2 separate regions of the Cricetulus griseus genome follow, and region 1 is linked to region 2. A link is a contact called in public Hi-C data. All regions are on one chromosome and are shown on one strand. Each heading gives the region's core, a stretch centred on a gene start, on an enhancer-like site or on the middle of the called end of the contact. The rest is flanking DNA. Distances are from core to core; before and after follow the strand shown.

The links. A called contact is a pair of places that touch in the nucleus more often than the background predicts.
Region 1: a Hi-C map of liver shows a contact between it and region 2, with 2.2 times the contacts expected there. The contact joins the enhancer-like site here to the promoter of E2f3 in region 2. A contact is called at or near these places in 2 of 8 Hi-C or Micro-C datasets (the CHO-K1 cell line and liver).

What each region holds. Positions count from the first base shown.
Region 1 is chr3:250,810,802-250,814,409 of CriGri-PICRH-1.0, reverse strand. No RefSeq gene overlaps it. Among named protein-coding and RNA genes, the nearest start is that of Mboat1, 48 kb to the left of the region's middle. Within about 2 kb of position 1,654, at least 2 of the 6 cell types and tissues checked have open chromatin away from gene starts, as enhancers often do.
Region 2 is chr3:250,701,948-250,705,582 of CriGri-PICRH-1.0, reverse strand. E2f3 (transcription factor E2F3) reads left to right here and starts at 1,910. Exons shown (of 7, transcript XM_027409312.2): 1 at 1,910-2,316. The coding sequence starts at 1,945.

The DNA of each region.
Region 1 (3,608 bases), core at 405-2,904, 110 kb before region 2:
TTGGTTTCATTGTTTTTGGCCTACAGCAACTAGGAAACATGGAAAACAACATGGTAGAGGAATCTGCTAAGAGCAGGTATGATAAGGACCTGTGTCTCACAATGGCATTCACAGAATGACCTAAAGTCTCATACTAGGTTCACTTTTTATGGTTTCTGTCCCATTCCGAAAATCCATGGGGTGAGGAAAAGCCTTAAACACATGACCTTTGTGGGACATTTCAACAGATCCACATTACAACAAAGACCTTACTAGAAGTGGGATTGGGGCCAAGGACTTAAAGGAAGGGATGTGTTAGGATTTCTATTGCTGTGAAGAGACACCATGACCACCACAACTCTTATAAAGGAAAACATTTGACTTGGGCTAGCTTATGGTTTCAGAGGTTTAGTCCATTATCATCATGGCTCAGTGTGCAGGCAGATGTGGTGCTAGAGAAGGAGCTGAGAGGTCTACAACTTAATCCACAGGCAGCATAAGGACTCTGTGGCACTGGGCATAGCTTAAGCATAGGAGACTTCAAAGCACAACCCTACAGTGACACACTTCCTCCAACAAGGCCACACCTCCTAATAGTGCCACTCCCTCTGAGGGCCATCTTCTTTCAAACCACCACAGGAGGTTAAGGAGGCATGTAAATATGGGTTCATTGTGGGAGTGGTTTCCACCAGAGATATCAAAATGTTAAGATCGCAAGGTGGAGAATGTGTGGGATGTGTAGAAACTAGTAATTCCAAGTAGGGTGGGTGTGTGAAGGACCAGCCAGGTTCTAAGGCCAGTAGCTCAATTTCTCTGTGTATAGATGATCCCTGGAGGATGGGCAGCTGCTTTTGCTTTATTACCATGCTGGAGATTGAACCCAAGGCTTGGGTTACTCTAGGCAGGACCCCTGCTACTGAGCTTGATCCCCAGCCTGCCCTGCACAGTTTTGGGCAGAAGAGTAATGTGAGCTGACTCATATTTTAGGAGAAGCCCATTGGCTGTTGTACACAGGCCAAGGAGCAAGGAGTTAGTAGATACCATAGTATATGTGGGAAGAAGGTAGAGGTATTTTCAGAGATCTTGAGAGATGAATCTGGGTTATATATTATGTTTCAAAAATAGATCCAATGGGACTGACTAGAAAAGGAAAAAATGCACGAATGATTCTATTAAGATAATGAGTGTGGAAAAAGCAGTGTGTGGGACAGACAATGAATGTGTTGGGTGGAAGAGATGGAAAGTATTTACTACTGTTGCAGAGGAACCAAGTTCGAAGCCTAACACTCAAGTCTGGCAGCTCACTCAGGTTCAGCCCTAGGGGACCTGATGCCTCTGACCTCCATGGTCATCTGCCCATACCCATGCCCATACCCATGCCCATGCACACACATAATTAAAAAGCTATGAGAGACTGTGGTAATTGCAAACCACAGACAACACATGCTCAGTTCAGGATAAATCAAAGTTCTTCTTTGAAATACAAGCTCCGCCATGACTTGGATGCAATTTGTCCCTGCCCAAACTCATGTTTGGGGACCTTTGAGGGGGATTTGGGCAACAGAAGTGTCACCATTGATCCCCACAGGTGCTGAGAGTGGATAGTCATAGAGCGAGCTCAGTGCCTCCCAACCCAACTCCTTGTGGCTGTTTCCTCTTTGCATACACTTCCTTCCTCTTGTTTCTCTGCGTGTTGTGTAACAGCATGAGGCCATCACCAGAAACCAAAAAATGTAGGTCCGTGACCCAAACTTCCTTCCTCCAAAACCACAGTTCAGGTGACATTCTCTTCAAGTATCTGGTCTTGGTCATTTTGATCTTTCAACAAAATGTATTCAGATAAACCAAAAATCAAAAATGTTTAATAACTGTATGTTAAATTAATTCAGTTGGGGAAGTTGGTAAAGGTTTCATAGAAGATAGATTTTGAGCTGAGACTTAAAGGGTAAAAAGAAAGGAACCTTCCAGGGGACAAATGGTCCGTGGTGTAAATTTATCAATGATTCTGACACTCCTTTCCACATCCAAAATAAAATTATCTTTCTTGCGGAACTTAAGCACAGAAAGGAGGGTTTGGGTACTTATTTATTTTGCTTTATTTTTAATGTGTTCCACATTGAACCCAAGGGCCCTAAGCATTCCTAGCAAGTGATCTACCACTGCCACCAGGGGTAGGGTAGTTTCAAAGATCTTGAGAAGTAGCTAGATTGGAATTGTATTTTGAAAATAGAGCCAATGGGATTGGCTTGTGGAGTAGTTTCACAGTGGGAAAGGTACTTGCTGAAGTCTGGTGCCCAGTAGAGGGAAGAGCTTTCACATAGTTCTGATAACTTTTTTTTTTTTTTTTTTTTTGGTTTTTTGAGATTGGGTTTCTCTGTGTAGCTTTGGAAGGCTCTCACTCTGTAGACCAGGCTGGCCTCGAACTCACAGAGATCTGCCTGCCTCTGCCTCCCAAGTGCTGGGATTAAAGGTGTGCGCCACCAACACCCAGCCTGTTCTGATAACTTATCAGACCATCTCTCACAGTAGACACCAGAGCCAAGACAAGGATGACTGGTCAGTGGTGGGAAGGACCAGAGTCTAGATGAGGATGATGGGTCAGTGCTGGGAATAACCAGAGCTAACAGGAGGATGACAGGTTAGTCAGTGGTGGGAAGGACTACTCCTTGACTACACTTGATCTGGACCACTTTGTTATGCATACCCCTCCTTAAACTGCTTGCCAAGGTCCAGAAGATGGACTTGAGTGGATGGTGAGTGGAAGGTCACTGGACCTTTTATTTGTCCTTCTTTGAAATGTGGCCACACAGAATAAACCTCTTTGCTTTTCAGTATTGCTCATCTGGTTAATTGGCCTAGTGGGGATAGATTGCTTTCCCTGGCTTGCTGAGGACGCAGGTTCAGACACTGGCAATTCTAGTAATATTCCTATAACATGTTATCTAAAAAGCTTAGTTCTTACAACAAATAAGTAGATAGGTAAATAAATAAATGACTCACACTGAGGAGGAGGGTAGAGTGGAGAAGAAAGCAGAAACTGCCTGAGATGCCAACAGATCTAAAATTTAGGCAAGTCTTCAATGTAGCTCTAAAACATTTGAAGAACTAAAGAAGTGATTTTCTCTCTCCTTCCTTCCTTCCTTCCTTTCCTTCTTTCCTTTCCTTCCTTTCCTTCTTTCTTTTTTCGGTGGTTGTTATTGGTTGGTGGGTTTTTTGAGACAGGGTTTCTCTATGTAGCCTTGACTGTCCTGGAACCTTGCTGTGTAGGCCAGGCTGGCCTCAAAATCGGAGAGATGCTTGTCTGTATCTCCCAAATGCTGGGATTAAAGACATGTGCCTCCATGCCTGGCATTTCTCATCTTTCTTAGAAGATACAGCAGCATAAAAAATAGAAGTATAGCTTGTGCTGTTGTGTTTGAAATCTTTGTTAAGTAGAATATGTAAAACAAAATGTCACGAAGAGAGGAAACACAGGCGAAGATAAAGAGAACAATGCTCCGACACCTCCCTAGAATGAAATTCACATGAATCCAAAACTAGTGCTGTAAGTTAAAATGTGTATGCCTTCTAGAAGAAAGGTAATAAAAAAAATGTAGCCAACAAGTGCAAAAAGCAAAGGCAATTTGGTG
Region 2 (3,635 bases), core at 661-3,160:
CCTCAGTCTTAAGCACTCTTCAGTGTGTGTGTGTGTGTGTGTGTGTGTGTGTGTGTGTTTGTGTGTGATACATGTGAGAGCACACACCTGTGTATGCATGTGCTTTTGAAGGCCAGAGGTCAACCTCAAATGTCTTCCTCCATAGCTCTCTGCCTTACTTTCCAGAACAGGGAAGCACACTGAATCTTGGATTTACCAATTGGCTTCACAGGCTGACCAGCAAGGCCAAAGTAGCTTCCTGTCTCTATCTCCCAGCTGTGGGACTAATGATACACGCTGTCATACTTAGCTTTTTAATGTGAGTCTTAGGGATCAAACTTAGGTCCTCTTGCTTATGTGCAGGTGAGCATTTTACTAACTGAACCACCTCTCCAGCCCCACAATCTTCATTTTAAAGATCCATGAGTATTTGCTTCAATACAGAATCCAGTTCGACAGCCATTTCATTTTTCCTTATAACATTTCCTGATACACACACACACACATATACATACATACATACATACATACATATATACACATACATTTTCCCTCTCTTTTAAAATATGTTGGGTTAGGTTTGAGTTGTAGTGTTTGCTGTTAGCTAGAGAACTTCCTGGAGTCTGAAGATATAAAGAGCTGGCAGGCAGCTTTCTCTGTCAGTCCCACGTCACTTTAAAAGCCTGTTCTTCTTCGGATTACTGCATGGCGGATTAGAAACCCAGGGATCAGTTCTAGGTTAGCCCTGATTAACTCCCCTGGGTGTTTCTGGGCCAGATAGGGTGTCTGTTAGACTCAAACCTATACTTCTAGCATGCATTCACTGTACAAAAAGAGTTAATTTTTTACTTAAACCCAATTCGGGCTAATCATGAAGCTACCAGGAATGGTTTGGAATATGAACTAAAGTGTGCCTGCAGTCGCGTCAGCTGAACCTTCTACCCCCACTGTTCTGTCTGCCCACATGCTTCTGTCTATCAGCCTTGGCCTCCGGATCCGCTCTCGCGCCATTGGTTGGATTTCAGGAAGGAAGAAACCCAGGATTTAAAGGGCTCAGTTTTCCACCTGCCAGGCCGGGGCCAACTTGCCTTTGACACGTATTTGTTAGAACCTCTAGCAGTTCTTCATTTATTACACTCACTGTAAAAGGAAACGGAGTCCCCGAGGGTGTCACCTTGACAATCTCCAAAAACGAAACTTGCGCTCAAGATTAGATCGACACTGCGTCTGCGAAGCAGAGTCCCTGCCCAGGTCATCAGAGCCAACCCCTCGGGAGGGAACGAAGGAGGGGCCTGGGGTAGGCGTGGCTTTCCGTGGGAGAGTAGGATTTTGCCCCACCTCCTAAGAAGCCTGCTCTGCCTCCAGCCAATCAGGCTGGGCTATGCAAATAGAGCCCGGGTCACCCCGGTAACCATGATGTATGGTAGCCAATGGAAACCAGCCAGTGGCGACCTCGCTCCAGGATTGGTATTGAAGTAAGGCGACAGGGATCCAATGGACTGTGGGAACAGTCCTCGGCGGGTTGAGGGGCGGAGATATGCAAATATGGTTTGAAAAGCCGGCGGGAAATCTGAGTTTCGCGGGAGGACCTTGGCGCGTAAACCGTATCCCTTCATTCATTGTCAGCAGCAGCTTCCTGGAGCCATTTTTCAGCTGCCGGCCGCAGCACCCGGGCTGCCGCCGCCGCCTCGCAATCCGTTGCATCGGCCGCCCCCGACGCCTCCATCTCCCCTCGGGGCCTGATATCCGTGCGGCCGGGACCCTCCTCTCTCCAGACCCCCGATTATTTTTGGCCCTGGGGCCTGTGCGGTGCGGAAAAATAAAAAGAAAAGAGAGAGAGAGGGTTCGGAAGCGCCGGGAGGGGAGGCGAGAAGGAGAGACTTGGAAACTCCGACTGCAAATAATAAAGAAATTGAAAGCAATACGTTAATATATCGTAACACTAAAAAAGAGCAGGAGCGAGAGATGAGAAAGGGGATCCAGCCCGCCCTGGAGCAGTACCTGGTGACCGCCGGGGGTGGGGAGGGGGCTGCTGTCGTCGCCGCCGCCGCTGCAGCCTCCATGGACAAAAGGGCACTGCTAGCCAGCCCCGGCTTCGCCGCCGCCGCCGCCCCGGGCACGTACATCCAGATCCTCACTACGAACCCTTCCACCACGTCCTGTGCCACCTCCCTCCAAAGCAGCACCCTGGCCGCCGGCCCCCTTCTCCCCAGTGTCCCCGGCGCGGAGCCGACCGCCGGCAGCCTCCTCTACAGCACGCCACAAGGACCCTCCAGCAGAGCCGGGCTGCTGCAGCAGCCACCAGCACCAGGACGCGGCGGCGGCGGCGGCCCTCCGGTAATACCCTCCCTCCGCAACGTCCCTAGCCCAGGTGGGAGGCGGGCTCCCGGGAGCGGTGGCTGCGAGAGCGCGAGGCTGAGCATCGTGGGCCTCGTAGCTGTCCCTCCAGCGTGTGCTTATTGTTAGACTTGGGGTGCTTCCCTGCGGACGTTGGGAGGACCTGGGGGTCTGGGCAGGCGCGCGGGACAGTGGGGAGTCCCTCTTTGCGAACCACATCTAACACTCCAAAACTTTTCGCGCCCCCCCTTCTTTTCCTGCACTTTTCCCTACCCCCACTCTCCCCTCCCCTGCAACTCGAAGCTTCCTCTTTCTCGGGCGTAGGAAGGGGTCACGCCCCGGATGGAGAAGGGGGTGGGGGAGGGTGTAGTGCACTGGAGAGTGGGGGACCCCAGGGGATGTAAACCGGGGACCCCAGGCGTGCCTGCCTCCCCTTCGGCCTCTGCTGCCCCTGGGCGGCCGGGGGTCCTGCAGGCGTGCTCCGAGCGTAGGGGCTCCAGTGCCTAGCACCTTTGGGGACTTAGCTCCCGGCAACAAAGGGGATCTGGGAGGTGGAGGGGTATCTCGGTGGGGGAGGTGGAGCTGAGAGCCCCGGGTGGGCCAGGGCTCGCGCTGTCTGCGACAAGGGACAGGCAGGCGGGTGCTCCGGCCTGGGCGCATCTCCGCGGTGGCAGCGGCGGCGCCCGCGTGGCCGGAGCGCCGGGGCCTTGCTCACCGGGCCCCGGGCCTGCCCTTGACCCGCCTCTCCCCTTGCCCCTTCCTTCCCCGCCCTGTCCCCCTCCCCGCCCCCCGGCGACGGAGGGCGGGGGCAGCCGGGTTCCCGTCCCGCCGCCAGGATCTGTCCCTTCTCTCCGGGACCCGCCGGTGACGTTTCGCACACGTGCGCGGAGGACGCGCCTGTGACTGGGGAGGAGGTGGCGGCGGGAGGGGGCGCTGGAGGGGGAGAGGGGGCACCCACTTCCTCCTGCTCGCCGGCTCCCAGGCCTGGGACCGTCCCGGCGCCCTCGCACCCAGCACCGCCACCCTCCCTCTCCCGTCCCCACCCCCCCCACGGCGCCCGCCCTCGCCCGGCGCCGCCGCTCCGCTCGGCCTCGGGCCCCCTCTCCAGCCGGCCCCCCACCTCCCCCGGAGCCAGGCTGCTTTCGGAAATGCCCTTACAGCAGCAGGTTAGTGACCCGGACGGCGCGGGGGCCCGAGCCACCACCGCGGGGACCCGGGATCCCCGGGGGGCCCGGAGCCGAGGATAAGCGACCGAGCGGGGTTTTGGAGTGGGAACGGGGGGTTGGGTGCTTGAGGGAAATGAGTAAGCAAGAAAAATC